Linked DNA regions of Mus musculus: region 1 is linked to region 2. The links are chromatin contacts, called in public Hi-C maps. All regions are on one chromosome and are shown on one strand. The core of a region is the stretch at or near the end of the contact, and the rest is flanking DNA. Distances in the headings are between cores, read along the strand shown.

The links. Hi-C and Micro-C count contacts between places; a contact is called where the count stands out from the background.
Region 1: a contact with region 2 is called in a Hi-C map of uterus, with 3 times the contacts expected there. The contact joins two enhancer-like sites. A contact is called at or near these places in 1 of 484 Hi-C or Micro-C datasets (uterus), 1 of 115 datasets of contacts at active chromatin or transcription factors (embryonic stem cells) and 1 of 9 other capture datasets (embryonic stem cells).

The regions. Positions count from the first base shown.
Region 1 is chr5:119,244,905-119,248,394 of GRCm38.p6, reverse strand. No RefSeq gene overlaps it. Among named protein-coding and RNA genes, the nearest start is that of Gm7538, 47 kb to the right of the region's middle. Within about 2 kb of position 1,279, at least 26 of the 459 cell types and tissues checked have an H3K27ac peak or open chromatin away from gene starts, as enhancers often do. A contact at or near this core is called in uterus, where this site is marked.
Region 2 is chr5:118,966,649-118,970,115 of GRCm38.p6, reverse strand. No RefSeq gene overlaps it. Among named protein-coding and RNA genes, the nearest start is that of 4930413E15Rik, 16 kb to the right of the region's middle. Within about 2 kb of position 2,160, at least 8 of the 459 cell types and tissues checked have an H3K27ac peak or open chromatin away from gene starts, as enhancers often do. A contact at or near this core is called in uterus, where this site is marked.

The DNA of each region.
Region 1 (3,490 bases), core at 30-2,529, 280 kb before region 2:
ATGCTGGGATTACAAGCCTGTGTGACTGTGCCTGATTTTGTTTTTACATGAACTCTGTGGGCTGAACTCGGGTGGCAGTGCTTGTAATGCAAGTGTTTTCTGATGGAGCTGTCTCCCTCACACCTCCTTTTTTTGCCTATAACTTGCTGTCCTACTGAGACCCAAGTGCTACCTGTCCACCCTGGGTGACAAATCTAAGCCAGGATTTAAAAATTATGTTTTTGTGCTCTGTGGGGGGGGGCGCGATATGGTGTATGTATGTATGTATGTATGTATGTATGTATGTATGTATGTATGTATGGTATATATGTGGTGTATGTGTGGTGTGTGGTGTGTCTATGTGTGTGGTGTGCATATGTGTATGTGGTGTGTTTGGTATGTCTATGTGTGTGTATGTATTTGTGTATTGTATGTGTGGTATATTTATGGTATGAGGTGTATCTGTGTGTGTGTATGTGAGTGTGTGGTATGTGTGTGTGTGTATATGGTATATGTGTGTGATATGTCTATGTGTATGGTGCGTGTATGTGCTCTGGCCAAGGTTCAAGAACAGAAGTCAGAAGACAACATAGGACAGTCAGTTCTCACTTTTTATCAAGTAATCAAGTAGGTCCTGGGAATTGAACTTAGTTCATCCGGCTTGATCACAAGCCTCTTTATCTACTGAGCCAACTAGCTCGTCCTTGGCCATGTGTGTTTGTTTGTCTTAATCATGACACCAAGAAAAATAACTCTCCTCTCTAGGAACCTGTCATTTCAGAGCTCCCCTCTGCCATGTGGGTGATGCCTCTTTCAAGTCTGGGTGGGCAGCATCTAGTTGGTCCCTCTGCTCACCATAGCGCTCAAACCAGGGAAGCTAGGTAGAAATCATACGTTAAAAAGGTTGTGGATCTGCTTAGATTAAAAACGAGGGTGAATTTATGTCCTAGTCGATCAAGAGACTGTGTGACCTTGGACGGAAATCGCTGCCTCATGTAGACTTTCTTTTTTTTTTTTTTTTCATCATGTAGACTTTCAACTGAACTCCGAGAAGAACTTCCGGTGAGTGGGAAGAAACACCGAGCCTCTCTGTGGAGCACTCTAGAACATTATCGGATGAGGTTAAATCGGGGTGCTGGTGGAAACAAGGGGATAACAGTATGGAGAACTCCCCTCCGTGTCCGCAGGCCCCAGAAATCCCTCTGAAGCTCCAGGCAGAAGCTGCTGGCCCTCCTACCCACTCCCTCCCACTTTTTCTTCGCAGCTGTCTCTGTGTTTCAGAGTCCACATCTCTGCCAGGGACTCTATTTTGGGATTTGTGGGAACCAGCAGCTTTTAGCAAATAGGAAGTCCCAGTGAGCTGGTCCCCCGTCCTGCCCCCCTCCCCCTCCCGGTCTCCCAGTCCACTTGGAGGGCAGAAGAGGAACAAACAGGCTGTCCTAAGCTTAGCCCTCAGGGCATGTGCGAGCTGGAGGGTGCCCAGCCTGGTCCCAGAGAGTCCTCATAGCTGGCGGACCGAATCCCTGACTACTCTGCCACCGTAAGGCAGGGCGGTGCCCAGCGGACCAATCGGGGGCTGCATATTCCCCAGGGAGCTGGGTTTTTCTCTGCAAATTACTACCAAGTTCCTGCCACATCCAGTCTCTGCACAGAGGCGGGTGGCAGGCTAGGTCCCGACACTCCAAGAAACACACCAGCCAAGTGCCATAGCGGTGAGAGACCCTGTCCTTAGGATCAGGACACAGGGGCTTTAAGTGGAGTGGCTCAGGAGCCTTAGGTATGTACATGGCTGGGTTAACATGCAGGTGGGTGTCACACTCTCCAGTGGTGTGGTTATGTGTCAATGTGGATTCGTGTGACATGTGGATTTTTCGATCTCCTATGCGCAGCTAGCTGTCTCAGAGGGTGCACGGGTGACCCGCCTGTATTTTCACAGTGACCCAGATGCTTATGCGTCTTTTCACTGTGTTATGAGGAATACCTTTTAATTTGGCCCAACCAATTTGTGGGTCATTGTGTAAATCCAGAAAAAAGACAGGTAAGATAGTAAAGGCCTGTGAGTTCAACACTCAGGAGGCTAAGGCAGGAGGATCAGGCATTGGAAGATTAGCCTGGGCTATGTAGCGAGACTCTGTGTCCAAAAGGGGGAAAAAAAACAAGAAACATATGTATATATGTATATATGTATATATGTATATATGTATATATGTATATATGTATATATGTATATATGTATATATGTATATATGTATATATGTATATATGTATATATGTATATATGTATATATGTATATATGTATATATGTATATATGTATATATGTATATATGTATATATGTATATATGTATATATGTATATATGTATATATGTATATATGTATATATGTATATATGTATATATGTATATATGTATATATGTATATATGTATATATGTATATATGTATATATGTATATATGTATATATGTATATATGTATATATGTATATATGTATATATGTATATATGTATATATGTATATATGTATATATGTATATATGTATATATGTATATATGTATATATGTATATATGTATATATGTATGTATGTATGTATGTATGTATGTATATATGTATATATGTATGTATGTATATATGTATGTATGTATGTATGTATGTATGTATATATGTATGTATGTATATATGTATATATGTATATATGTATATATGTATATATGTATGTATGTATGTATGTATATATGTATATATGTATGTATGTATATATGTATGTATGTATGTATGTATGTATATATGTATGTATGTATATATGTATATATGTATGTATGTATATATGTATGTATGTATATATGTATGTATATATGTATGTATGTATATATGTATATATGTATATATGTATATATGTATGTATGTATGTATGTATGTATATATGTATATATGTATATATGTATATATGTATATAATCTGTATATGTTACCCATGCAAATAAAAACTAGAAAACAGAGATTCAGCAGGCCTATATTATATATGTTATACACAGCATCATAACTATGACAACAGAAGAGAAGTAAGCCATAATTATAACTAACATCTGTGCAATATATATACTGTCCACAAACATGGGGGAGTAAATCTCCCACTAGGAAGTATCTGCCCCATATGTGCTTTCTAGCTGTTTTTGTTTTTTAATTAAAATGCATGAGTTCCACACACAAAAGCAAGTACATTGTCAGTATTAGTCACCTCTGAATATTTCATATCAGTCAAACAGAGGTGTGGCTCTGGGTATGGTGCTGCACACCTTCAATCCCAGCGCTCGGGAGGCAGAGGCAGGGGGAATCTTTGTGAGTTCGAGGCCAGACTGCCTGGTCTAACAGAGTGAGTTCTAGGACAGCCAGGGCTCGATAGAGAGACTCTGTTACAAGACAGACAAAGGCAAGATGTAAAATTATGCCTGTATACAATACACATATATACATAAACTACGGACGAGTGAATGTTTGACCATGCTTCAAACT
Region 2 (3,467 bases), core at 911-3,410:
GATCCCTGGGGTTCACCGGCCAGGCAGTCTAGAATCAGAGAGCACCAGTTCATAGTGAGATCTTTTCTCTAGGAATGGTGTGTATAGCTCCTGAGAAGTCACACTTGAAGGTGACCTATGGCTACAGACACACACACATGCACAGATGGATCCTCCCCCGCCCCCCACGCCACAGCATTTGTTACCGTCTTACCTCAGGGTATCTCCTGTGTCTGGTTTGTGTGCTGTTCACTGCACTGGATCATGAGGTCTGAGAAGGCAGGTGTGCTGGGGAACTCGGATGACACTGGTGCCCCTGTAACCACCACCAGTGATAATTAATTGCCAAAAGCATTTGCTGAGTGACTACATGAAGGAAGAGATGAAGGAACTAAGGGATGAATGACAGCTGCCCTCCTATTTGATGGGCAGATGTGTCTGCTATTTTAAAAAAAGATGAATAAATATAAATGTGATATGAGCTTAATACTGTGAAATTTAAGAACGATATCTGCAGAAGAGAGAGACTGGATAAATTCAGCAAAATGCAAGTAGAAGTTAAACTCAGCAATGGTGGGGCTTCCCGATATAACCTATGTTGCCGATGTCAACAGAGGGAAATGCTTGGTTTTGTTAAAAACAAACAAACAAAACACACACACATACACAAAAACAAAACTAAGAATTGAACATATCAGTCTTGATTGACCAGGTCTTTTAACTTCTCACAACAGAGGGAACAGGAGGGGCACCATACACCTCTGTCACAGCAGAGGTCACACTGTGGGGACATAACCTTGTGTTACCAGAGCCTAGAGCAATGTCTGGCTCAGGAGAGAAGTTCACTAAAAATCTGTGGAAGGAGAAAGAGAAGGAAAATATAGGAAGGAGGGGGGAAGTGCAGAATGGGGAGAGGAGATTGGGTAGAGAGAGGGAGGGGAGAGAAAGAGAAGGAGGGAAAGAGAGGTAGAGAGAATAAAGGGAAAGAAGGGGAGGGGAGGGAGTGGGAAGGGAATGGAAGGGAGGGGAGGGAAGGGGGAGAGGAGGGGAGGGAGAGAAAGGGAAAGGGAGGAGAGGGGAAGGAGGGAGGGAGGGAAGAAAGGGAAGGGAGGGAGGGAGGGGAAAGGGGAAGGGGATGGGAGGGGGAAGGAAGGGGGAAAAGGGAGGGGAGAAGAGGGGGGGGGAAGAAGTGGGAGGGGAAGAACAGTCAAGACTCCCTGGGGAAGAGAGAATAGGATGAAAATCTCATCCTGAACAGAGCCTGTGGCTTCTGCTCCTGGACAGGATGGGACAGTCCTGTGAGCAAGGTCAGGTCTTGGTCCAGGCTCTATATCAACCGTAGGTCTACAACCTGGAGCCTAAGGAAACACAAGGACCTGAGCCCTCTGAGCCTTCCTTCGGGGCCCCTCTGTGGTATATGGCTAGTCAAGATGACATCCTCATCTGCACAGGAACCTGGAGAGATGGACAAACACAAAACATTCTGGAGTAATGCCAGAAGACGCAGGGCATGGTTACACATGCAACTCTTAACTGGTAGAAAGCCTAAACTGTATGCCATTCATCCATCCCATCTCTCTCTCTCTCTCTCTCTCTCTCTGTATGCATTGGTATAGGAATGTTCAGGTGTGCATTCATGAGTGTGTGCAGACCAGAGGTCAACCTCAAGTGCTATTCCTCAGGAGGAGGCCATCTTGACTTTTGTGACAGGGTCTCTTATTTCCCCAAGGCTTATCGACTAGTTTAGTCTGAGTGACTGGTGAGACTTGGAGATCTTCAAGATGGTTATAAACTTGCACCACTATGCCTGCTTCCTTTCCTTTTTTTTTTCTTTTTTTCTTTTTTTACATGCGTGTTGATTGGACAAATTCAGGACCTCATGTCTGTGTAGCAAAACATTTTACCAACTTCAGCCCTTAACATTTTTGCTTGTTTGTCCTAGAGATGGAACCCCAGGTCTCACGCATGCTAGGCCAGCTTTCTACCACAGAACCATAGCCCAGGCAGGCTCAGACTCTTGTCTGAGTTTTCCCCGGAAGAGCATTTGGATCTGGAAAAAGGATGCCTCTGAGGCTGAGAATCAGCAGACCTGACCTTCAGCTCCTTCGGTGCAGCCGCTCTGTGTTCCATGAGCGTTCATGAAAGTCTGTCCCACTGGGGAAGGAAGTCCGTCTGTGGGAGAGGAGAGGCGCAGCTCCCTCGGGGTCAGAGTAATTGTGTGTGATTAATGGCCAATCTCTTAGTGAGCCCCACACAAGGGCTCCCAGCTGCACACTCCTCCCAGTGAATTTAGAAGACCAAGTGCGTCCTCTCTTGCTTGCAAAGCCCAGATGTCAGCACCCTCAGCTCTGGAAACGTTTTGTAATCTGCAATTACGAGTTTTCCTAAAGTCTGGCCCGGGGACCAGCCATGTCTGGCCCTTTTGAACAAGGACTAAAGGAGCTCACAGGGAAGGAGGGAGAATCTATTGATTATCCATCATGAGTCAAGTCTTGTGTCACCCTCCACCACTAATTCCCTCAGTCTTCGACTTCTACCTACCATGATTATCCCCATTTCCCAGACAAGGAAACTGAGGCAGAGAGAGACAATGAGTCCTTTATGCCACACAGTAAATAGAAGGGGCAGGATTTGAACCTGGGTCATCAGGCTCTCTGTGTAAGGTTGTTTGGGAAATCCTATTGGCTTTGTTTTAAATCAACATCATGTCTTTGTCCTGGTCATCAGCCACTGCCATCGTTCCTCACCTGTTGATGGCTGAGGGTAAAAACACTGAATCGTCCCTGCTCCAGAGATTCAAGCCATGTTATCCACCTTTCCATAATCCAGAGAGGTGTTGGCTCTGCACACTTCCTCTTCTTTCTCCATGCACACCAGGCTTCTAGATCTTTCTGAACGGCCTCATGCAGTTGTGAGCATCCCCACCAGGGTGGTCTGTATCCCTTGTTAACTGTGAGTTCAAGTCAATTCCTCCCTGCTTTGTTGCCACTTGCTAGACATAACAATGCGGAGAAACAACAAAAGAAACTAATCCACGACTTCATTTGTGGGTTGCAGCTCTTATGCCTTCCGGTCCCACAGGCTTGTAGGACATTTTCTCTGCTTATCTGAACACAGCTCCAGGAAGGGGTGGATCCAGGACCCATGGGGAGCTGATGCTCTAGGAATTTGGCGATCCTTTCCAAAGAAAGGATGCTTGCAAATATAAAATTTGACGAGCCAGTGAATCCTTGGAAGGGGAAGAAATTACAAATCTGTACTTTTGAGAAAGCTAAAAATAGTCAAACATTCACTTCCTGACCGGAAGAGATTCTGAGAACTGGATAGTTGGGCAAATTCATCCTGGTCCATAAATCCAAGAGTTGACTTCTTTAAAAAAAAAAAAAAAAAGGTATCATATTCATGGTCCACTGTTGGTCAAAGTGTCCTGTAGAGCATGGCGGGCCTCTGGCTGCCACAAAATCCAGAAGAGCTGATCACAGTGTTTC